2 separate regions of the Zea mays genome follow, and region 2 is linked to region 1. The links are chromatin contacts, called in public Hi-C maps. All regions are on one chromosome and are shown on one strand. The core of a region is the stretch at or near the end of the contact, and the rest is flanking DNA. Distances in the headings are between cores, read along the strand shown.

The links. A called contact is a pair of places that touch in the nucleus more often than the background predicts.
Region 2: a contact with region 1 is called in a Hi-C map of endosperm, with 4 times the contacts expected there. The contact joins the enhancer-like site here to the promoter of LOC100285752 in region 1. A contact is called at or near these places in 5 of 25 Hi-C or Micro-C datasets (ear, endosperm, leaf and 1 more) and 1 of 3 datasets of contacts at active chromatin or transcription factors (leaf).

The regions. Positions count from the first base shown.
Region 1 is chr2:167,747,907-167,754,474 of Zm-B73-REFERENCE-NAM-5.0, reverse strand. It overlaps LOC100285752 (cyclin delta-3), which reads right to left and starts at 1,596. Exons shown (of 3, transcript NM_001372330.1): 1 at 648-1,596; 2 at 415-542; 3 at 1-326. The coding sequence starts at 1,290.
Region 2 is chr2:167,852,259-167,858,966 of Zm-B73-REFERENCE-NAM-5.0, reverse strand. No RefSeq gene overlaps it. Among protein-coding and RNA genes, the nearest start is that of LOC100282883, 37 kb to the left of the region's middle. Within about 2 kb of position 2,451, at least 15 of the 20 cell types and tissues checked have an H3K27ac peak or open chromatin away from gene starts, as enhancers often do. A contact at or near this core is called in ear, endosperm and tassel, where this site is marked.

The DNA of each region.
Region 1 (6,568 bases), core at 347-2,846:
GCGACCCCGGCTGACGCCGACGCCGACGCCGACGCCGCCGCTGCGCGCTTGGGGGCCCGACCTGGTGGCTCTGGAGAGGACGACACGGACACGGACGCCGACGGCGCCCACGGGCCGACCGCCGCAGCCATAGCGGTGGCGGACGTCGAGCTCTCGCAGCTGAAGCAGGACAGCGCGCCGATCACGCCGCTCGGGCTCGGCGGCGGCGAGTACAACTGCGCCGCCGCGTGCTTACGCTTATTTCCGGCGCTCACGCCGACATCGCAGGCGAGGAAGCTCATGCCCGTCACCTCGGAGATGATCTTGGCACACTCGGCGGTCTTGTCCTGCGACGCGTCCAGCGGTTGGTTATCAACGCAGTCTCACAACAGCCTACAGTATTGTGCTGATGCAATGGCATTGTGCTGCGCTGACCTCGGGGGCATTGATGAGCGCCAGGAGCTCCGTGTCGCCGTCGCCGTCGCCGCCGTCGCCGGCGGCGGCTGTGATCAGCAACGCGGCGGCGGCCCACGCCGAAGGCCGGTGCCGAGGCCACCTCCAGTCTGCCATGTTTTTCGAACACATAAAAATCAAGTCTTTGGCACGGAAATGCAACTACACTACCACTGGCTGGAAATCTGGAACTCGCACAATGGAGGAGCACGCACCGGCCATGACCGCGAGCAGGACGCCCTCGCAGCTACGCAGGCGCGTCGCAGCGTCGGCGAGGACGGGCTGGAGGTAGGAGAAGGGCGTGACAGGGTGCATCCGCCACCCAAGCGCGGAGAGCACGAGCAGCTCCATCCGGCGCACCGTCTTGGCCTCGAATACGTACGGATCCGCGGCGTCAGCGGCGGCGTAGAGCTGGAGGTCGAGGAGCGGCGGCACGCGCGTCTCCTCGACCTTGGCGGCGAGCGCGAAGCAGGTGACGGCGGCTAGGCGCGCCATCCAGGGCTGGTCGCCGAGCCGGAGCGCGCCCCCGGGGAGGAAGCAGCGGTCGAGGTAGGCGGCGGCGAGCGCGGCGGTGAGCGCGGAGAAGCCTAGCCGCGCCGCGGCGCGTGAAACCCAGCCGACCGCGGCCTCACGCCCAGCTGCGCCGCCGTACCCGCCATCCTCCGCCAGCACCACCCCCTCCTTGGCCCGGTGTGCCTCGAACAGCGCCGGCAGCTCGTCGTCGAGGACAGCCGGCTCCTGCTGTCCGTGCTGGCCCGGCCACTGCTCGTCCGCACCCTCGCCGGGTTCGTCGCGGTACAGATCGAGGTGCTCCTCCGGGCAGTACAGGGGGTCGAACAGCGCGGCGAAAGCTGCCATGGTTTGATTCACTGCTAGGAGAGGTAGGCCCGGCCCGATGGAGAGATCGAGCGAAGGGGGAGCTCAGACAGCGACGGCGGCGGAGGAAGCGGAGAGCAGCTGCAGCGGCATCTCCTCCTCCATGGCGTGAGGGAAGTTGCAGCTAGGAAAAAATCGTCCTTTTTTTTCTTGGTCTTTGGCGTGGCGTGGCGAGTGACGAAGCGAAAGGCAGAGGAGGAGAATCCGAAGTGGCAAGGAGGGAAAGTGAGGTTTTATTGGGGTTCGAGAGGAGGAAAGGAAGACGAAGAGATAGAGAGAGAATGCGGGAGGGACGAGCGGGAGAGTGTGACACGCATGCTGCACAGCGGCTTCTTTATTGCCGCGGCGTGGAGAGGGAGAGGGGCCGAGCTTGTGTCCAGTCCATGGCTTTTTGATTTTCGGGCTTCCCTCCAACATCTTTTTGGGTTCCCCAGGCAGGAGCAGCGACGCGCAGCAGCTGCACTGCACTCTGCACACTAGCTAGTGCCTCTCCGTCCGTCTCCGAATGACCAGTGAAGTGGGTAGGGGCTTTTCGTGCCTACCCTTTCTTGGTCTACTGCATACATCAGGACAAACTAACCTCCAGTAGACCAGTACCTCTCCCTCTCATCTCGTCCCAACTGTCCGTTCCAATCAGCACGGTCCCAACTGTCCGTTCCAATCAGGACAACTTTCGTTTGGTTATTCCCTGCCATAAACTTTGAAATATAAAAAAAAACGTATTTTCATCTAACGACACTAATTGTTGGAAATAATAGCAATTTATAATGAACAAATTGATTATAATAATATAATACAAGAAACAACAGCATGCTCGATATATATAATTCACTAACAGCTCGTATACTAGTGCTAGTGACAGAAATAAATATCCGCATAAACATTCATATAGTGAGATTGCAGGCGCTAGAACAAGCACAAGAGTAGACGTAGTAGACCAGCGAGCACGACGACGTCGTCGTAGAGAAAGCAGACAAACAGCGAGCAGTCGTGACGACGCTTTCTAAAAACCTGATATGGACCTTACCCTATGCAGTGACACGAGGGGGCATAGGGTTCGGAGATCCTACTCTCCCGACTCGATGGCACATCGGCAGCGGGATGGGGAAGACGAAGGCAGTGTAGCGCTCTGGTGTGAGGAGAAAAGTATTTACTGAGGAACGACGTCTCACCCTTGATATGTACACTTGACGTGGCCAAAGCAGACAAATAATCAGCCACGTAATTACAGCACTAACATGACAATCAATCACAATTAATGCGAGAATAATTGCTTACCAAAATAGGTCAGCGTACTTTTCTCCGGACATGCAAAATATCAAGTAGCAAAAGAAAGTCGTGCACCCTCAAGGCCGGAAGCGAGAAATCGTCGAACCATTCACACGCATGTCGTGCGCCCACACCCATTGGCCCGCCCGGCCCAGCCCGACAAGGCGCGGCAAGCGTGCGCGTGGGTTCTCTCTTTTCGTCTCATCAATGGCTTCAACCAGGTGGATACAACTCAACTATTTAAGTTGGCCTCACTCCACCTAGAGTAGCAAGGTGGTATTAAAGTTCCCACCATACCATGCATGTGTGAGTGGGTCTTTGGGATTTACAGAAATTATTATTTGGGTCAAGCCCAAATTCTCTAGCAATCCCCCACCAGATCACAGAGGCACATTTCATCCTCCCTATACCAAAGTACTATTAATATAGTAGCTTTTCGGTGGATACCAGCTAAGGTTGAACATCCACCTAGAACGACTAGTTAGGCTCATCCACAACTGCACAATAGACTAAGCCATGAATTGGCAGTTTGGTGTGAACAAGTTTCACTCAACGTCTGAACTCATACTAGGCTACCAATTGCCTACCCCACGAGTGGAGTGTATAGGTCATACTCTTGTCTCTCTTCACGAGCTTCTTAAAGAATTCCCAAATCCTACAAACTGCAACCAACAGTTGAGTTCACATAGGTGTGATCTTACAAGAATACTATGTAGGATAGAATCTTGCTATAAAGCCTCAGAACACAATAAGACTAAGTCAACCTACCTTACATAAATGAGAGTACTACATCTACAATGGAGTGGGTTAGAAGTAAGGTGTACTCTCATGTTAACCAACAGCTTGTTCTTCCTATATCCTAATTCATGGGTGCTCTGATCACATAGGTTGGATTACCACTGAGGTTAACTCAAATGGGTCTTAGTCCCATCTCCTTCGATGCATTATCAATCATAGTACGTGATAGTCCCTTAGTGAAGGGTCTGCCAGGTTCTTAGCTGTCTAGATATAATCCACATATATTACTACAGAGCTTCTCAGTTCCTGATAGACTTTATAGTCAACGCTTTACATGTTTATTGGACTTCATATTATCCTGACTATTCTTCACATTTGTGATCATCGTTTGATTATCACAGTTCCTGATAGACTTTTTAGTCAACGCTTTACATGGGTGCTCTGATCACATAGGCAGGAATTGGTTTCTCAACCACCAGTAAGTCCACCAACAGTTTTCTTAACCGCTCAGCTTCTATAGAAGTTGTGTCAGAGCTGCGAGCTCTGCCTTCATGGTGGATTTTGTAAGTATTGTCTGCTTACATGATTTCTAAGAGACGGCGACACCACCCAGTGTGAATATATATATATCCACTAGTTGCCTTCGTCTCATCAACATCTGTTATCCAATTTGAATCACTAGATCCTTCAAGTACACTTAGGTACCCTAAATAGTAAATTCCATGACTCATTGTACCCTTCAGATAACGCATTACATGATCAATACCACGCCAATGATCATTTTCTGTATTAGCTGAGAATCTACTTAGCTTGCTTACAACAAATGAAATGTTAGGGTGGGTTGCGCTAGCTAGATACATCAAAGAGCCAACAATCTGGAAGTATCTTAGGTGATCTTTTCCTAGTCTTTTATTCTTTCAAAGTACCAGACTAGGATCATAGGGTGTTGGAGAAGGCTTGCTATCCATATAACCAACGTGGTTCAACATCTTCTCCACATAATGAGACTGCAAAAGAGTAATCCCATTCTCACCCTTAATAAGTTTAATATTAAGGATCACGCCAGCTTCCCTTAGATCTTTCATGTCAAATTTTGGGATAAGAATGACTTTACATCATTTATCTCATTGAGACTTGTCCCAAAAATTAGTACATCATCGACATACAAGCGTAGGATTACTCGTTTGCCCCCACCATAGCTATAGTACACACAAGTGTTAGCTTCATTTGCAGCAAACCCAATGGATGTTAATGTTTTATCGAACTTCTCATGTCATTGTTTGGGTGCCTGCTTTAAGCCATACTAGGATTTAATTAATATGCACACCTTGCCCTATTGTCCTTATGCTATAAATACGTCATGCTGATCCATATAAATTTCTTCATCTAGCTCTCCATTAAGGAAAGTCATTGTTGGGGGCCTTCATCTTTCAAAGGTCCTCAAAAACACATTTAATTGTTGATTGCCAACATGTCATTAAGTGTCGCAGGAGCTTCAGCGACAAAACACCTTCGGAGCAGGGCGTGGAGAAAGACAAAGATGTTAGCTTCGGCATAGCAACACAAGGAGACGAAGATAGAAGATCAACAAAGCTGGGAGAAGGTGTCATTTAGAATGCTAAAGGCAGAAGACAATATTGCCCTCACACCATTTGTAAATCATATGTACTGGTCTTACATACATATTTGTAATTTCATACGAAGTTGTATGTTCCCCTATAAATAGATGAACAATGTCCTGCATAAAGTACCTTTTTGGAGGCTGATAACGACCATGTGTAATTCCTTCTTTAAAGCACCTTCGCCCTAGCTTACACCAAGGAGCCGAAGGTACAATTGTAAATATGTTATGTATGGAGGAGGAAATAAAGGGTAAAAACACCTGAGATGAGTTAGCATGTTAAACTTCCCCATATCCTTCGCGTATTCACCTTTATACTTTCAAGTGATTCATTTAATTAAGCTTTAACCTTCGCCTTCGAAGGGGTTATCCCAAAGGGATAGCTATTTGAAGACGAAGGTTAATTACCTTTATAACATTGTGTTGCCTTATTTTTAATCGTGTATAGCAACTGAGAACGAGTGACCAACATTGGCGCCCACCTCTCGTAAACTCACTTATGACCACCTTCGCCATGCCGCCGAAGAAGATAACGGTGCCCGGGGCTGTTCTCGCACCCTTGGACACCAATCAAGACGAAATTCTCTTAAGAGAGCCTCGAAGCCACAAAGGAAAGCTGCTAGCCCAACTCCACAAGATGATGAGCTGGACCAGGAAATCTACAACCTCGAAGCCATCCATCAACAGGTGGAGAAAGGAAAGAAAAGATGCTTCGGTTGTTCGAGTTGCAAAAGAAGATCGACGAAGCAGTTGAAGAAATGTGAAACATTGCGCGTGACACTGAGCATGAAGAGTATCGGCAGCATCAGAGAGACCTTCGGCATGAAGGCCCAAACCACGAAGACATGTGGTACGAAGTTTTTAACCATGATAATTTTGCTTATGGTGATGCTTCTCCTTTAGCTACAGAGTTGCAAGCAGTACCATGCCCACCTTCGTACAAGACACCTCAGCTACCCATGTACGATGGCCATTCTGATCTGAAACAATTCCTCATGAGTTACAAAGCAACGATATCATCTTATGGAGGCAACACAACTGTCATGGCTAAGTCCTTCGTCATGGCAGTAAGGAGTGTCGCTCACACCTGATACTCCTCCCTTCGACTAGGGATAATAACATCCTGGCAGAAGTTGAAAGATATGCTGATCACAAGTTTTCAAGGGTTTCAGACGAAACCAGTCACTGCTCAGACTCTCTTCCAGTGCACATAAGATCATGAGGCGTATCTGCAAGCTTATGTTCGAAGGTTTTTACAGCTCCAAGCCCAAGCACCAACAGTGCCGAGTGAGATTGTCATTGAGGCCATCATCAAGGGGCTTCGGTCGGGACCATCGACACAATATTTTGTCAAGAAACCCCATCAAACTCTAGAGAAGTTTTTCCAGAAAATGGATGAATACATCAGGGCGGACAATGATTTTTGCCAAAGGAGAGAAGAAGTCTTAAGATACTCAAAGATGACAAGGGGCTTCGGTGGACGATTCAATCCAAGGTATGTCAGGACAATTCACAATCCATGCCAAAGTGAAGACAAAAACAATCATACCCAAGGACAACAAAATCACTCCCAGTCAACAGGAACACAACAGAGTTCTCTCAGACCGCCAGCTCCAAGAGGTGGAAGGGTAG
Region 2 (6,708 bases), core at 1,202-3,701, 100 kb before region 1:
TTAGTTGTTGCTGGATAGTACAAAATTGAACTATCCAGCGACAACAAAAAAACAGAGAGTATATATATATATATATATATATATATATATATATATATATATATATATATATATATATATATATATGCTTGCTTCTCTGGTATTGTTTTATTAGAGTATAATAAGCTTCTCTATCGGTGTCATCTTGTCAACAAGACAAGCCCAGATTTCTCCACACAGTTCGCATGATACGCGTGCTTGAGATCGACTATGCATATGCATCTGCCGACAGTTGTTGTTTCTTCTTGCATTGTCGATGAACATCCTAAGTCAAATGTGGGGCATGGTATGGCATGGGGCAACCTTTTAGATTGTCGACCGTACCAGTGTTCCCTTAATTTGGTAGTACCTGCTCTCGTACGTCCTTACCTCTTGTTTTAACCTGGACCACCAGTTGACATATGATCTCGGCAAATTTGACTCTCTACGTTACAATGTATGTTGGATAAAGCAATGGCACCCACGGTGTGGTCTTGGTCGTCAATCTGACCTCTTCCCAACAAATTAAAGCACAAATCAAGGGCGTTCTAGGGACAATGAAATCGGTCTAGGGTGAGCATGACTACACTTTGGGTCATGTGACACAAGCTTAGCTATAGCTTGATATATACAAAGAAATCACACAACGACATAATAACCAGTAATAACATGCATGCATAGTGTGTGTGCCCATGCTGGCATTGGCACAAATAAAGACACGCACGGCTCGGGCTCGGCTAGTGCATAGCTCAAATGTCTCACTCTTAAGCCACCATATATCAGTTATGTCCACATCTAATATGACAATCTATTTTTACCGTTTTTACGAGGATTATCACATGAAATGTTATGTTAACGATTCAATTGTTATATTAGTGACTACTGATTTAGTTTCATCCGTAAAGACAATAAAAGATTAAATGTCCTTATCCAACACGCGGTCGTCCTAGCTAGTTTGCATCCTAACCCCCAGTCATCTGATATTTGACACACATGTTGCTGTCTGACTGGTGGTTGCCTTCCATCTACTCCATGACACGACTACGGTCGACAGACACCCATGCCTAGGTTATAAATCGGCAAGTGGTAATAGCCAATTGGTCATGTTACCCATCGCAAAGTAACAGTCGTTTGTCGTTAGACCACTAGTGTCACAGTTGGCTGTTAATTTAGTAGCCCCTCCTTTAATTCGTTTCTGGATCCGCTACTGTACCAACTGGACAACAGCACGTATCGTCCCACATTATTTTTCGGATGGAGGCGTGTGAAGGGAGGAAGGTTTGGTTGGTTGGTTGGTTGGCCTGGACACTACTGTGCTTGTTTGCTTCGAAGGTAGCGCTCCCTTCGCTTTGGGCAGTGTTTCCCTGTGCCCAACCAGTGTGCTGTGTGTGGTCCTTGCAGCGTGTGCTGGGCTGCTAGGTCGTGGCCCCTCCCTTCGTTTTTCTTCTTTGACTTTCCGCGCGCTGCTGAGAAACAATTGAATGCGCCACCAAGAGAGCCTACACATCACCCGTTCTAATCAGTGCTACTGCTACCATGATCTCAAACACCAGAAGAGCAAATGTCTCCCCTCTACCCATGAGTGATGGTTACTACCTTTTGTTCACAGGAAGATTCCATGTGATGAAACAAAATAATGTTGTAAATCGAAGTCGAAAAGAGTATATATGAACGGAGACTTTCCAATGCCTTAAATTTTTTAAAGAACAGGAGAAAGTAAGTCTGCGAGTTCATACACATTATCATTGTTATTATTCAGCCCTATCCCTTGTAAGGTCGTCTTCAACAGGTCGTACATATGGTCGTGCAAAACATCGTTTTAAACTATAGATTGTATTGTTTACATACTAGAGTTTAAAATAAGAAACGAGATAAGAAGGCTGCTCAAGACAGCCTAAGGTTTGATCGAACGCTAGCCGATACAAGTCGATGACGTGGCCTCACGTGCGATCGGTACTGACCGCCGCGGAAGCATCGCTGGTCGCTTATATTAATTTAATTAGTTTTGTCTAAATTATACAAGGACCCTTAGCTTAGGCCTGGTTTGGATGACTAAACTTCACATTAAATCACTTTAGCACGTATGGGTTAATGTAAATATATGGATATCCAAACATGTACGTAATAGGAATACGCCAAAAATCAAAGTGTTCAAATACTTAGATCTTATTTTGATGTCTTGTATGCCCCTCACGTGAATTGGGTGGATATATATGGCGTGTAGAAAGGAAGTGGATCTTCGTTCCGTTCCCCCCAACAATAACATTTGCCCCCTTTGCCTTTGTGACTTTTTTTTTGGCAAAAAATAAAGCTCATAGAAACGGTTTCTCTCTCTCTCTCTCGCCCTCCTCACATGGCGCAGCAGTGCTAGAGCTACAGTTCACGTCGATCCATTTGTCTTCTCTAGCTCTGGTAGTAGTCCTCTTTTTTATACGCTGTGTTGTGTGAGGCCAAGGGGAAGTTCTCACACACACTCTCTCTCTACAACTTCTCCTTGTGCTGTGTGAGCATTGCCAGCCCATTGCTTTCTCTTTGGACGTAGTACAGTGCTTGCTGTCGCTAGACATTTTGGGTTGGTGCGACAAAAGGTCAAAAGTCTACGTTGAACGCCACCTCCATCTCACATGCCAGGTGTGCAAAGAGGCCTGGTGACTCATCAACCAAGGCTGTCCTTTTTGCCATTGCTTTTTCCGGGATCCTCTTGTCAACCCAATACTTTTAATACCATACTTCAGTTGGTGAAACAGATTAGACACAATAGAATAACAGACTCTGATCTTAAAAGCTTCTAGTTTGATCGTCAACATAAAAAAAGCACTTAGATGCTGTTGGTTCGGCCGTTTTGACATGGGACTGATTACAGCGCATGGCGATTACGTTAGTTAGTTTGTGTTTTGTTCCGATATGTTGTGAATGAATATCGTGGAATCAGACCCCACGTTTTTTTTGAAATGCGATAACGCGGCATCAAGAGATGAAATAAATCCCGTCGCCCGCGCTTCCTGTTCCTTCGAGCTTTTTTTTTCCATTAACGACATGAACCAAACAATCAAGGGTATTAGTTACCTTCTTCCATATGGTAGAGGTATTCATTCCATTGCCGTTTGCATTTACGTGCTTGTAACCAAACAACATGTTAGTCCTATAGATTAACTAGGTAAGGTTGATGTTCAGAATGGGATAAAAACACTTGTATGATCTATAATTATTTTCCATCAAAGCATCACATCTCTTCTTAAATAACATGGTACTTATGTCCTCGCCTTGTACACCTTGACAATACGAGAGTGCATTTTAGGGGATGTTTAGGACTACTCTACACCACTAATTTTAGCTCTGCTCCACAAATCAATTGCCAAATACTCCCAACTCCAACCAGCTCCACACCTAAAATATTTGGAGTTTACCTCAACTCCAATTTGGTGGAGCCTCAAAAGAGGTGCTCCACAAATTCATGTTTCCACTGCCCCCATGGAGTTGGTATGAAACCACCATACCATTGGTTACACAACATACCAGTTCGTTTCGTTCTATTTTCTTTCCGCTCGTTTCCCCACCCAAGACCAACACAAGCCTCACTGTCACGGTGAAACTTGTTGCCGAGGACACGGAGCTCGAAGCTTAGCATTGGGGCTCGAGCGTGGAGCTCGATGCCGAAGCTCAGTGAGTGGGGCACTGAGTGTAGTAGCAGGGCTCATTGGACAGGGGCATGGAGCTCAACACTCCCTCTCCTCCCATCTCCATGGCTCGCCTCACTGCTCATAGACACCATCATGGAACTCGTGTTGGCATCTACAGAGCATGGGCTTGGCCTCTCCCTCTCCAGCAAGCTAAGGACGGGGAGCACGCTGCGCATACCGTCTGGTAGAGGCGGCACACGGTAGCAGCGACGCGAGCGATCAACTGTAGCATGAGGTTAGTAGCGGCAATGTGGGTGCGTCAACTATTGTGCAAGGAAAGCATGTGCGACATGATGAAAGTAGCGCACAAGGCGTTCGACGATATGCCAAGGAGATGGAGAGTTGTCACAACAAACTCGACCCACCACCATTATTCATCTGTGGTGCAAACATCAACATGTCGTGATTATTTTGTCAAGTATGTGTTGTCCAAGCGATGGTGTGCATGGTTTAGCAACCAATGAAAAAGAAGAACACAAGGAAATGAGTGTATGACATATGGGATCAAATTTGAAGGGTACAATAGACATTTCATGTTAAGTCTGACATTTTTAAAGCTGGAGTTTCCTGCAACCCAAACAATTTAAAAACTTTACAAACTCTATAGTGGAGCTACTCCACGGTAGTGTTGTTGAGCATAGCTAAAAGTGGTAGAGTAGAGCAGTCTCAAACACCTCCTAATCGATTTGAGTGTTGTTCATGTTACTCGTCTCTTTGACCAAGTTTCATGACATAAAAACATAGGATTGAGAATCGTATAGGAATTGCTAATGTTCATGCATTTGTTTCATAGGAAAAATCATAAGAATAATGTACGAAATTTCCTACTATTGGGGTGTGCCTTTGCCTAAGGTCCTCAAACTCATCAATGTCATCTATCTTCAAACTTGTTTTAGGAACAACGAAGTAACCTTCGTCAAAAAAAGTAACAGCTTCAATGCAGGAGATGAGGGAGACAAACGAAGCACCACGAAGCAACCAAGAGACGAAGGAGGACTTAAGCAGCGTGCCCAACATGTCTCAAGAAGAAAAAATACTACAATGCCCTCGATGGGCTCTATAGATTGTATGTATAGGATTTGGGTACACAAATGTAATTTCATAAGGAGTTGTACATCGAGTTGCTCCTATAAATAGAGATACAATGCCCATACAGAGACTCAGCTGGAGGACAATTCATGTGCTCATACATTTTCAAGTGGCTCTATATTCAAAGCTTTAATATTCTAACCTCTTCGAACACCCGTTAGGTGCCTGGAAGGTATATTCATAATTATCCATTACCGAGGGAAAAATGATAAAGCACCAAGTTTATGACAAATAGTTCCCATACCTTTATTCTTTAGATCATTACATGTTTGTATTCACTAATATCTTTTCCCCTTAATATATTTCTTCTCCGTAAGAAGGTTAAAGGGGAGGAGATATCATGACTTTAATTTTGTTGCCCTGTTTCGGTCCTCCATAGGATCCTAGACAGGTGACCAACGCCTTAAATGCTGCTTTGAGGAGAATTATAAGAAACTTAGCATGCATTCAAACCTCTCGGTAAACATCCTACGTCTTTATTATGGTCCATCCAAATGATTATTCCTTTCAATTTTTTGTTTTTCAATCTTTTTTTGCAGCTGCATCCATGTGTAATTTCTTTGCCTTTTCTATATTCCAAAGAGGGTTTTATTAAAACTGTCATGTCATCTTTTGTGTAGATGATTATGACAATAGATTTAATCTAGATCAAACTCTTTCTCTCTTTTTATAAATCTGCTGATGTGTATAATATTAAATGAGAATGAAACTTATATGGAGACTGTATTAAGTTAAAGAGATAGTTTGTATTGCTTTAGGGCCAATCACCAAATGAACCATAGGGCCGATGCACGGCGCGTAGGTCCTTGGGTTCCTCTAAACGTAAGCATGGACCATCCGCGACTGCGCAGAGCGGCTCTGGTCTTCTCTACGAGGCGTGCAGACCATTCATGTATAAAAAGTGTGTTGGATAGCTTTTGGGATAATCACCATACGAACCCTAGGGCCGGTGCACGGCTTGGGGTCCTTGGGATCCTCTCTGTGTAAGCACCAGACGGTCCGCGGTTGCGCGGAGGGGCTCCGATCTGCTCTGTGTAAGCATGGACCGTCCGCGAGGCACACAGAGAGCTTTGTGAATCATCTACATAACCTAGATCTCGCCCCTAGGAGGGACCCCGTTAGGGAGAAAAGACCCTATGGTTGTCCTGAAGTCGACAGGCCACCTAAGACACATCTAAACGACATTGAGCCAAGAAGAGATGAAGATTGGGGGTCAGCAAAACTACTTGTTGGATACCTAGGGATGAGGTACCCATAATAGGGCCCATAACCTCCTTACCGACCAAGGCCCCGTCGAGCAGGTCCAAGTCTGCGAGGAGCAGCGACTGACCAAGTCCTCGCCAAGCAAGTCTACGAGACAGAGCAATCGACTAAGTCCCCGTCGAGCTAGTCTACGAGGCGAAGCGACCAACCAAGTTCCCGCTAAGAAAGTCAGCGAGGCGAAGCGACCGACCAAGTCCCCACCGAGCAGGTCTATGAGGCGGAGCGACCGATAAATTCTCTATTGAGCAAGTCTATGAGGCGGAGATCAAAGCTCAGCGCTATGAGCCCATGCTGGTTATGACAAGACACGTCACCCCTAGGCTATGATCGGACATACGTGCAGCAGACCGAGGGTGCACCGGGAGGTCGCTATCAACATGACTGCACATCCCCATGAACTGTCCCGGGTGCGCCTCCAATGCCCCGAGGGGCCAGTCGACCCTGGTCTTGGGGATCTCAGCACCGGAGCATCTATGGTGACTTGTATGTCGATACACAGTTGATACACCATACCGGTTGTACGTATACACACGCCGGTGAGTGACGTGGGCTCGTGACGATAGACGAGATCGTACGACGCACGACTGCACCATATGACTGACCCACGGGACCCACCATGCACTACTATGATGTCAGCAGAAGACTCGCTATAGGGACT